2 separate regions of the Mustela erminea genome follow, and region 1 is linked to region 2. Evidence: chromatin contacts called from public Hi-C data. All regions are on one chromosome and are shown on one strand. The core of a region is the stretch at or near the end of the contact, and the rest is flanking DNA. Distances in the headings are between cores, read along the strand shown.

What was found. A called contact is a pair of places that touch in the nucleus more often than the background predicts.
Region 1: a contact with region 2 is called in a Hi-C map of fibroblasts, with 4 times the contacts expected there. The contact joins the promoter of DSEL here to the promoter of TMX3 in region 2. A contact is called at or near these places in 3 of 3 Hi-C or Micro-C datasets (fibroblasts, skeletal muscle and spleen).

What each region holds. Positions count from the first base shown.
Region 1 is chr13:9,686,877-9,692,251 of mMusErm1.Pri, reverse strand. It overlaps DSEL (dermatan-sulfate epimerase-like protein), which reads right to left and starts at 1,669. Exons shown (of 3, transcript XM_032310350.1): 1 at 1,570-1,669; 2 at 1-739.
Region 2 is chr13:8,758,943-8,764,166 of mMusErm1.Pri, reverse strand. It overlaps TMX3 (protein disulfide-isomerase TMX3), which reads right to left and starts at 2,584. Exons shown (of 16, transcript XM_032311204.1): 1 at 2,539-2,584; 2 at 1,471-1,525. The coding sequence starts at 2,584. It overlaps LOC116572315 (neural Wiskott-Aldrich syndrome protein-like), which reads left to right and starts at 2,235. Exons shown (of 5, transcript XR_004278221.1): 1 at 2,235-3,062.

The DNA of each region.
Region 1 (5,375 bases), core at 420-2,919, 930 kb before region 2:
CAAGCTGAGTTGCCAAAAAGAGAAAACTTATACTGTCTGTGTCCCTGACACAGATCTGCTTCCAATAAAACTTCAAGGAATGTTAAAACCTGTATAATGTTTCTGTATCACATAGCAAACAGTGGTATAGTCAAACATACTAGAAATTCAGGATTTACTTCATTTACACAAATCTATCTAACATGAAGAGTCAAAACACACAGTATTAAAAAAAAAAAAAAAGAAAAGAAAAAGAGTAAACACTCCAGAATCTGAATTAAAAAGTTGTTCCTAGGGTAGGAAACCATCTCTAGTTATAAAAGTCACCCACATGTACGATGCTTGTGCCAGTTTGCCCAAAGGAGCTCATGATGTACTGAAATTCTTGAAGTCGACTTGGTTGTTATCTCCTTCCACTTTTTACACTTTTGCTTTGAAAATTTTTTCTTCTTCCATTTTTGGGAAAAGAACATCCTCAACAAGTGTTCAAAGTCCTACTTGGCTATAAAAAATCAAAATTTCTGCCCTCATTCCAAATCTGTCTTGTTCAGGCTTACTTACTCATCACCCATTACGACCCAGAGAAAGCATTTTCATGTCTTCTTTTATCAGCTTCATCTGTACAACTACAAGAATCTAATCTCTTCAGCCACCTAGGTACTTTTTTTCCAATCATGAAGTAGCCACCAACTGGGAGAGAAAACTCCCGATTCACCAAGAGGGACGGTTCTTTTCTGTTCCTTTTTCATGACACTCCTTTCTAGAGGAAAAACAAAAAGAAATTCTCTGAGGCTACGGAAATGCCGGAAGTGGACATGAACTGATGACTTACATGTTCTACAATCTCTTGACAAAAATTTTAGAATCACAATAAAATCTGTAACTGAATACCATCTAAGTTAGCTCAAGTGATCCTTTTTTTTTTCTTACACTTTTAAATGGACAGATTAGGAGAACAATGAATGGCGGCAGATGACAAGCAGCTACAAATGCAACTTTCCTGCAGCATTTATTTTAACTGTGGCTTGCTTGACTCCTTTAACGTGTTTTTATTCAAGGGCGGTTAAACAAAGATGAGATTCCTGCTATCATTCTCGTTGATTTGGTGGCAAAGAACTCAGGGACAAAGAGCAGAGGTTGAAAAGACCTTTTCTGATTCCGGTTAAGGGATTCGCTTTATGGGATCAAAAGGCACCTTGTATGGGAAACTACCGCGACCAGTCACGGTTCTCAAAGGGGACATGATGGCCACGCGTGGGAGCAAGCAAGCGGCGCTCCGACCTCACCTGCGGCCTCGGCGTCCGTCCTCACGAGAGGCCACCAGAGGGAGCTCAGACCCAGACTAAGGTGCAGCGTCGCCTCTGCCCGTCCTCGGGTTTGAAGAGCCTCACCAAGTTTCAGTCTTGGACAAGTCTCCTCTCCGTAGGAAACATCAACGCTGGAGTTTCCTGAACCGCCCCGCCTGTTGCATTTTTTTTTTCGTTCGCCTCCTCGAACCTACGAACGTGCCGCTCCCGGCCTTCGCTCCCCAGCCTCGACCTCTGGCCGTGGTTTGGGGACAACGACCCCTAAATGGCCAAGTCCGCTTACCTTCCGCAGATGTGGACAGGGTCTCCCGGCTGCGCTGGGCCCAGGGAGGAGGAGGTGGAGAGTTGCAGAAAACTGCTCCGCACAGGGAGCCTGGCCGCGCCGCCCCCCGCAGGGCTCCCCGCGCCCGGGGCACGGCACCCCCCGCCCCCCGCGCTCCAACAGGCTGCGGCCCCACGCTTGTCCCCCGCCCCGCGCCGCGAGGACACGCCCGCCCTCGGGGATCGCCGGACGCTCCAGGCAGCCCGGCACCGCGGAAGGCAGATCCGCGCGCGATGGGCGCTTTCGCGGGCGCTGAGTCCAGCGGAGCGCTGGGGTCCCCAGGCCGCGACGCTGCCGCGATGCCGCCGCGGCCGCCGCTCCTCCGTGCCAGCTCCGGCCGCGCGGCCCGGGGAGGGCGAGAGACAGCGATGCGGGCCGGGGGCGGGGCGGGAACGAGACGGGGGCGGAGCCGGGGCGGGGCCTCAGGCCCGGGAAGGCGGCGGGTGGGGAGGCGAGGGATGGGCGGGGCGGGAGCGAGACGGAGGCGGGGCGGGAGCAAGACGGAGGCGGGGTCATGGGCGGGGCCTCGGGACCCGGGAGCGAGACAGACTGTGACCCGAGCCGAAGGCGGGGCGGGAACGAGGTGTGGGCGGGGCCTTAGGCCCGCGGCGCTGTAGGGAGAGGACAGACCGCGATTCGGGAAGCCGGGAGGGAGGGCGGGGCCAGGGACGCGCCAAACGCCCCATCCCGGGATCCCAAAGCGAGTCTGTGGCTGTCTCCAGCAGCGCGAGTGCGGGCTGCGGCGGGGAGGGGGACATTTAGAAGCGCAGTTGTCTAAAGACCTGCCTGGGTCCTGCAGATATTTATCCTTTGGTCATCCGAGGGCGGACGGGCGGGCTGGGGCGGGGGGCGGAGAGAGTTTCGGGGCGTGATACAAATACCGGGGGAAGCGGGAACAGGCGGGGTCACGCTGTGGGATGTCAGGAATTACCCTTAGCACGAGCAGCGGGTGAGGACAGCAGGAAAGACAGGCAGCTTGGCCGAGGTTGCTGTCACTTAGAAAGACAACGTCGATTCACCAGGTTAATATGGGATGACTTCAGAGCTCCGATGCTAAAGATCAGAGGAAAGCAAAAAGGATAATCCGTTTTATGGATTGAAATCATTTATCTGGCAGTATAAATCTGAAACGGTGTGGGACAAACGAGTGGAAGGAATCTTTTTCTCATTAAAGAAATGGGAAGCGAAATTCGGTGAAGACCCACAAACGGGAGACAGCGTCTCAGTCGCTGTGACGCCGGCGGGGTGCAGCTCCAGGGTTCGGATTTGCTAGAGCAGCAGTGAATCCTGTTGTACTGGACATTGGGAATTTCTCGCAGATAATCTGAAATTCCGCTTCCTCTTGAGCCTACAGGGTCTGACGTCAACTATCACAGTGATATCGTAATCATAGAAATCCAGTGAAACATCAAACCTCCCAAACGAACAGCCCATCGGTTGGGGATTGGTCATAGCTTCATTTTCCTCCAACTCCATTCCATTTTGGTAAAATGGACAGATCCGTCCGTTAAGAAAGGAGCAACCTTGCTTAGATCACTTCTTGGTAGAACTGAATGGTAGACCATAACTAGCAGAAGACATTTCAAGTAACTTACCTTGGAGGTGAAATGTGGCTTTTACCTCATGACTCTTCCACTTTGTCAACTTCGGAACTCTACCCCCCCCCCCCACCCAAATGGCCAAACTTGCTTTTGCTTTGGTCCTCCTGTAACTATGCTTATACCATTCTGTTTCCTGTGGTATCCTCTGCCCAGCGAACCTCAGTTCTTTCATCATCTTGTGTCAGCGCAGATGCTTCAATTTCTCTGTAAATACCTCTTAGGTTTCCCTAGTAAGAATGAATTATTCCAGTACTCTATGATTTGTATCTGTATTCAGTCTTTAGATCATTTGTTTTGTGCTTAATATTTCACCTGACTCCTGCGCTCTCTTCAAAGTTCCTCAAGTCGTTAGCAGTTTCTCAATCCCTCTGTAAGCACTGCGTGTGCTTTTGAGATGAGCTGGACCTTTAACAGTTGGGTTCCCATAGAACATTCCCTCTGCCGCTGACGTTCATTCTCAAGCAAGGGTTCTCCTTTGAATTCCCAAGTACAGAAATTCCTCCAGAAGTGTCTGGATGTCCCTTAGGGGACCCAGTGTGGCTTCTAGCCTCATGAGAGTTGGGGGAAAGAGGAGCCCAAATGCAGAGATTCCTGTAACTTTTTCATAAAGGAGCTTTGGAAACTGCCAAGGAATTAGTGTTAGTAAACACAGTGAGGAAATATGCAGACCCTTTCTCAGAACAAAACATGTGGTGGGGGTTCTTTCATTCTGTGGATCCAAAGTTCCTCATGATGCCAGGGCAAAGTGAATCATGGAGAATTCTTCTGAGCTTTACCATCTACTAGGCAAATAGTTAAACTTACCTCCGATTTTTTTTCAGGTTTATTCACATCAGTATGATCATTTCCACTTTGTAGTGAATGAATTAGGGACAGACATTGTGGTCTTTCAGTTTTACCCCACATATCTTCACTGAAGCAGGATGCACCTAACTTCTCAGTATTTCCAGATGAGCTTTCAGGTTAATTCATTTTGAACAGGCATCATCTCCCAGTTGGGAGTGTGTTGAGATAAATAAGGACTATTGCTAAACAATTCAAATCATTGGCAGAAGGGGTGATAGGTAAATGGCACTATGCAGAATAAATACAGTCTTGTTTCCTGTGGACAAAAAAAATGGATAGCTCCAAATACTGCTTCTTCCACACATGAAGATGTTACAAAGTTAGTTAATTATAAATAACACACCCAACCATAGAAGAGATGAGCTATATGTTACGTTATTGCACATTAAAAACCTTTATGAGTGTGGCAAGAGACACGTATGCCAACAGCTGCTAAATTCAGAATCCTGGAGCGGTATCTTATTTTAATATAAGTGGAGAACAGTACAGTCTATCACTCTAGGAATTTCTCACTATATAAAAGTTTCTCAAATCTATGTGAACTTTTGCTCGTGATTTCAAAGAATTTATGAAAATTTGTTTTCTTTATTTGAACGTCTTCCAGCCCTATCCTCAGCCAGCCTACTTAAAACAGAGATGGTATTTTCTGGACTAGATCCCCCAAGGCAGGAGCCTGCTTGTCTGCCGGCCTTCCTTCCTCCCTTTTCTTCCTTCTTCCCTCCCTCCCTTCTATTCCTTCTTTCCTATTTCTTTTCTTTCTTTCTTTTTTTTTTTTTAATTCTCATTGCCTAACCCAGAGCCCAGCACTTTTGTCTTGCGTGTGTGTTGAATGTTGAACATGAATTATCACCTTCATTTTATGGCGGAAGAAGAAAAAGTCATAAACGGTTGCTGAGTCCTAAGCAGAATCAGATACTTTTTTACTCCAACTGTGCTGAGAAGCTTGTTACCACACAATCAGTAGTTGGAGCTTTCTTGGGGTGACTTAATTCAAATGAAAACTAAGACTGGGAAGTTGGCCAACATTTTAAGGAGAATTTCTGCAAGAATTTTCTGTCTTCAGATAGGTAAATTCCAAGTCCTGAGCCTTAGAACATAAGGTAAACACAATATCGCTTTACAGGAAGATAAGATGGAAGCAATAATACAAGCCAAAACACTACGTAAAGTCCCTTGACCGAAATCTTATTTGTCCATGATCTGTTATTCTGGTGGACTCTTGACAATCGGGGAAAAGATATGCAAGAAGCAACTGCTGTGCATTCAGCAGCTGACCACACACAGATCCCCAGTGCACGGGCTTGCTCCGAAAGCAGGCAT
Region 2 (5,224 bases), core at 1,335-3,834:
CATACTCCTTCCTTCTCTGCCACCTCCCTCCCCCCGAGGTAAAAGTCACCACCGTGAGGGCATTCTAAAGGAGGAAGTCGATAGTGACACAGCCCTCAAGACACCAAGTTTAATAAGATTACCTCCATGTTAGCAAGCGTTCCCTTCAGGGGTTCCTGAGTGGCTCAGACAGTTGAGCGTCTGCCTTCAGCTCAGGTCATGATCCTAGGGTCCCGGGATGGAGCCCAGTTCTGTGGGGAGTCTGCTTTTTCCTCTCCCCCTGGCCCTACCCCTACTCATGCTCTCTCTTGCACATGCTCTGTCTCTCACATGCATGAGTAAAATCTCAAAAGCGAAACAAAAACAAAAACAAAAACCCCACCAGGGTTCCCTTCAGAATCTGCTGTCACTCCCCAATATCCATTAGCATGGCCAGTAAAGTGCTCCCTGGGATCCTCAGGAATTCGACTCTTCCAGAACAGCATTGTGTTCATATGACCACCCTGCTACTGTACCAATTTTGTTGTGTAGAGGTAGTTAATTAGGACAATAAACCAAACTGAAAGTAATAGTCAAGACTTTATTTACTTACTGTGACAACATAAGCCAACAGAAAAAAAAAAAAAAAAAGGCACCAGTTCCTCAATGTTCCATTTTTCGAGTGAAACAGTACTAAGCAGAGTCAGATGGTTGCAGCATAGACAGAATTCACCTCCCTGCAGAGGGGCACTGAACCAAAGGCTTCTGCCTCTTTATGAACCCACGGAAGGAGAGGAAAGGGGGAAAGGGACAGGAGTGGAAAAGTACTGCAAGCAAAGAACGTCTCAGCCAACCCCCTAGATAAGGTGGTCTCAGTAGAGGTGCCTAGGAGTGGTCTAGGTTAAGGCCCCCAAGGAGGAGGCCTCCAAAAGAGGCCACTTGCACATGCTAGATATGCATGTGAGCCTGGCTAGCCTCGGGGCCTGGGTCTATGATTACAACTCCCTCCAGAGACTGCAATGCACTAGCTGTGCACCAAGTCTGCTGTGGGGAGAGCAGCTTCCCCTCAAGGCCTGCCAGGAAAAGCCTTGCAGTTACCTATGATCAGGCCCGAAAGATCACACATAGGATCATGGTCTGTCTGGAACAGGACTCCTCACCCACCTACCTACTATAAGCAAGAGTTTCTGACTAATGCTATGGTACTATAAAAACAAATACACAGTATGATTACTAAATTCCAGCACCTACTCAATCGTGATATAAGGAGAAAAGCTAACAAATACAACGAAAAATGATAAAACAGAAGATAGAACCGTCAGTAAACTCTACTGAGTACAGCCCCACTTTGTACATCTATAATAGCACTCAGGACAACTTCTGAAACAAAATCAGTGCCATATGAACACCAGTCACTAAGGTTTCTATCATTAAAATAGATTCATGGAAATATGTAGAGAACTCCAGAGTTTAAAACAGTTAAGATACCATTTAAAATACATATATACTTACGATTCATCTAAATCTTCTACAAATCCTTTGCAGAAAGCCATATCGAGTAAGAAAACTGAAAAAAAGGGAAAAAGGACAAAATGTTTACAGTAAGTGCTGATTTACTGTTTCACACTACATGCTTAGTCATCTATAAAATGTTTCTGATTTTTTACAGTCTACCATAAAATCCATCACTGATCCATCCCAAGGCACGAACAATGCCCAAGCATATGTAGTCCATTGCTCTCCTATTCAGTCTGCAGGCACCCAGGCTGTGACCCGCAAGGTGTGGGCTAGTAAATCTGAAACACACAGGTTCTCTTTCCACATAATTTCACTCTCATCATTTTTTTTTCCTTTTTCCAGTCCATCTTTTGTTTTTTTTTTTACACAGAAATCATTCTTCTTTATTTCTCCAGAAGTAGTTCTCTCCTCCTCTGTGTAAACTCCAACTGCACATTCAAAACACTATGTTTTATTTATTTACTTATTTATTTTTCAACTTCATAGGTAGAAGCAAAACTGAGCGACATCTCTAACACTAACAGTTCTCACAGCCCGGCACACAGGGGGAACCAAAAGGCCGCGGAGGAAGTGAGCACAAGACCGTGAGGACCAGGGCATTCGACGCGGGCAAGAGGAGGCTGGGGAAGGCCACCACCTACTCTGATCACTTCTCCCACCGCACGGTCCGGCGACCTGATCATGACCTGTCCTTGGCCATACCCCTCGGTGGGTAAAAATTCTTCGGGCGTGCCAAGAGTCAGAACCTACAGCCAAAGCAAGGTCTGGCCACCAGCTCGGCTGGTGGAGCCTTCACGCCTGTGAATGGAGCCAGCGCCGCTGAAACTTCCTGCCACACCGAGCAGAGAATCAAACGGAAGACAGGCGCATCCTTTTCTGGCCCTGGTCCCCGGCACACCCGCGTTAGGGGAAGGACCCAGAAGCCGGGTATATTTCGGAGGATCCCAGAGCCTCTCCGAAAGCTGGCGGGAGACCCGTCCAGGCCCGACCCCACCCGGGAGAGGGTCCCCGCGCGCGCCCGTCCCATCGCCCCCACTCCCATCGCCCCCGGGCGGCCCTTACCTGTGGCGCAGAGCCGCAGGCCGGCGCTGCGTCTCCCAGCGGCCATGCCTGCTCCAGGAGAGCCGCAAAAACCACGGAAAAGAGCGAGAAAAAAGCCGGCGGCCGCTACTTGCCCTCCCGGAAAGGGAAGCTGCCCGTGGGCGCGCAGATGGGAAGCCCGGCGCAGAGGGCGGGGGCGGGGCAGGCCGGCCTCCGCCACCCTCCGCCACCCTCTCAGGACCCCTCCGGCCTCCGCCTCTGGGCATGCGCACAAGTGCGGCGCATGCGTGGAACTTGGGCGCTTGCGCAGTCGTGCCTTCAAAGTCCGTGTGCTTCCCGCTGCCTTCGGGAGCGTGGGAACCTCGCGAGTGGGCGGCTTCCTGCGGGGGCGGAGCGCCGTACGGCGTTGGGGGCGTTTCCGGAAGTTAGATCCCCGCTAAATTTAGAGGAAAGTGAGATACCCTCCAATGCGGCTGGAAGTTGAGTTCTGCCGGGGCTTTCGCTTGCAGCCTCTGTGCCGCGAGCGATCGGGTTCGGGAGAAGAGGTGCGTGTCTGCGTGTGTCGAGCGGTGGAGGCTACGGATGGTGAAGCTCGTGTCTTTTTTGGAATCTTCTTTGACCCTGTTTGCGAAATGGGAATTCTGCTCTGGTAGTGAGCTCTGTCAGTGCGTTTTTGCCAACTAAAGGAGTCCTGTCTTAAAAACTGTTTCTCTTGGAACCCGAAAAAGTGAAGTTGATTATAAAATACAAGTTTTTGATGATTCGTTCCTACTTTTTGATTCCTTTTGATAAGAGTAAAATACTATAAAATATTTGCTATCTTCACCTACACAACACAGAATATTTATAAAAGTGGTATATTTTTATAAGGTGATGCCTGCTGCGATCACCACATCTGATTTAGGTGACATTTTTATAGGACCCCAAATATCAGAAGATTTAGATTAAGTCAATTATCGAACATGTGTTAGGAGAACAGAAATGGATTATGATGTCAGCCAGGTCATCGTGGCTTCAAAATTCCAACAGGAGGAGATCTCCGAAAACTCTCCCTAATGACCAGAAGGTTGAATTATGATCTGATTAAGAGCAATCCCTAGATTTCACCCATTTAGTGCATACAGCTTAGTATCCATTGTGTGCCTTCAACAGATTTAAACATTTTTTTAATTGCGTGTCTAGTCTATTTTGAGTTTAATGTGCATAAATATTTAATCCTCCTCCAGGTTCCCAAAGTAGGAATTACTTAGATCCAGGGGCTTGGAAAAGGTAATTTACCTAATAGCTCCAAATGATGGAATTGCCATTTGAAACAGCTTCAGACTCCACAGCTGCTGTTTTTCTAACCCAACACTGCCTCCCAGATCTCTTTTCTGCTTTAGAATGCTCTCCCTCCCTTTTTCTCCGGCTTTCAGTCACCCTATTGTGGCTAATGTTACAAATGTTTGATCAGCCAATTTCCCTCGGAGTTATGCTGGGTTCTTCCTAATTAAGAAAGGTATTAACTGTATGATTTTATGTGCATAAGTTTAAAATCAGGGAAATTAATAGTGTTAGAAGGCAGGGGTAGGTGCAGGTAATGTTTTCTTTCTTGATCTGAACCCTACTACACAGATTGGTTCACTTTGTGAAAATGCATTGAGCTCTGCCCCTGCAGTGTGCGTACTTTCTGTATATATACTCTAATGATGAAGGTTTAAGAGTAAATATAGCTATATACTTTTTTTTTTTAAGATTTTCATTATATGGTGTTAAAAAGTGCTTCTCAGATTGTACTGAGCATCGTTTACCTGGAGTACTTGATAAAACACAGTTTCTGAGTACTCCTTTCAGAATCTGGCCAGTAGGTCTGGATTTGCATTTCTCACAAGTTCCCAAGGTGATACTGTTGCTCTGGCCTGAAGATCTCATTTATTGTTGAAGGAAAATAAATCCAGAAAATGCCATTCATTTTTAGATTGCTTTGTGTACAATACCTAAGGTGAAAAAAGATCTAGAAATAAAATCAAGGGGTTTTTATAGTAGTTATTTTTCCTTGGTGACATGTAATAAATAGTTTTATTGTTAGTATTAAATGACACTTTAAAAAAGTCTCCGTTTTAATTGAAAATTTGGTAAATATTGGATACAACCCACATTAAAGAAAGGTCTCTGGAGTTCTTAATGTATTTTTAAGAGTTTACAGAGGTCCTTAGAATACAAGTTTGAGAACAAAGTGGGCACTTATAGAACTCTGCATTAAATAAGCAGGGGATGCATAATGTAGCATACATTGATGAAAATTACAGACCTAGCATATCATAAAGTAAGTTTCAACAGATTGAAAAAAAGTGGTATTAGTTTTTTTTTTTTTTTTAAGATTTTATTTGTTAGAGAGAGAATAAGCAGGGAAGCCACAGGCAGAGGGAGAAGCAGGCTCGGTGCTGAGCAAGGTACCTTATGTGAGACTTAATCCCAGATCCCTGAGATCATGACCCAAGCCAAAGGCAGACACTTAACCAACTGAGCCATCCAAGCGCCCCATCAGTGTGTTTTCTGACCACACCACAGTAAGATTATAAATCTATAAAAGATAAAAATATCCCCTAAATCTGGAAATTTAAAAACACTTATAAATAACATCTCTATAAAAAGTAATAGAAATTAAAATATGCTTAGAAGTGAACCAAAAATTCTCTTAAAATTATAGGTTGCAGCAAAATCTGTG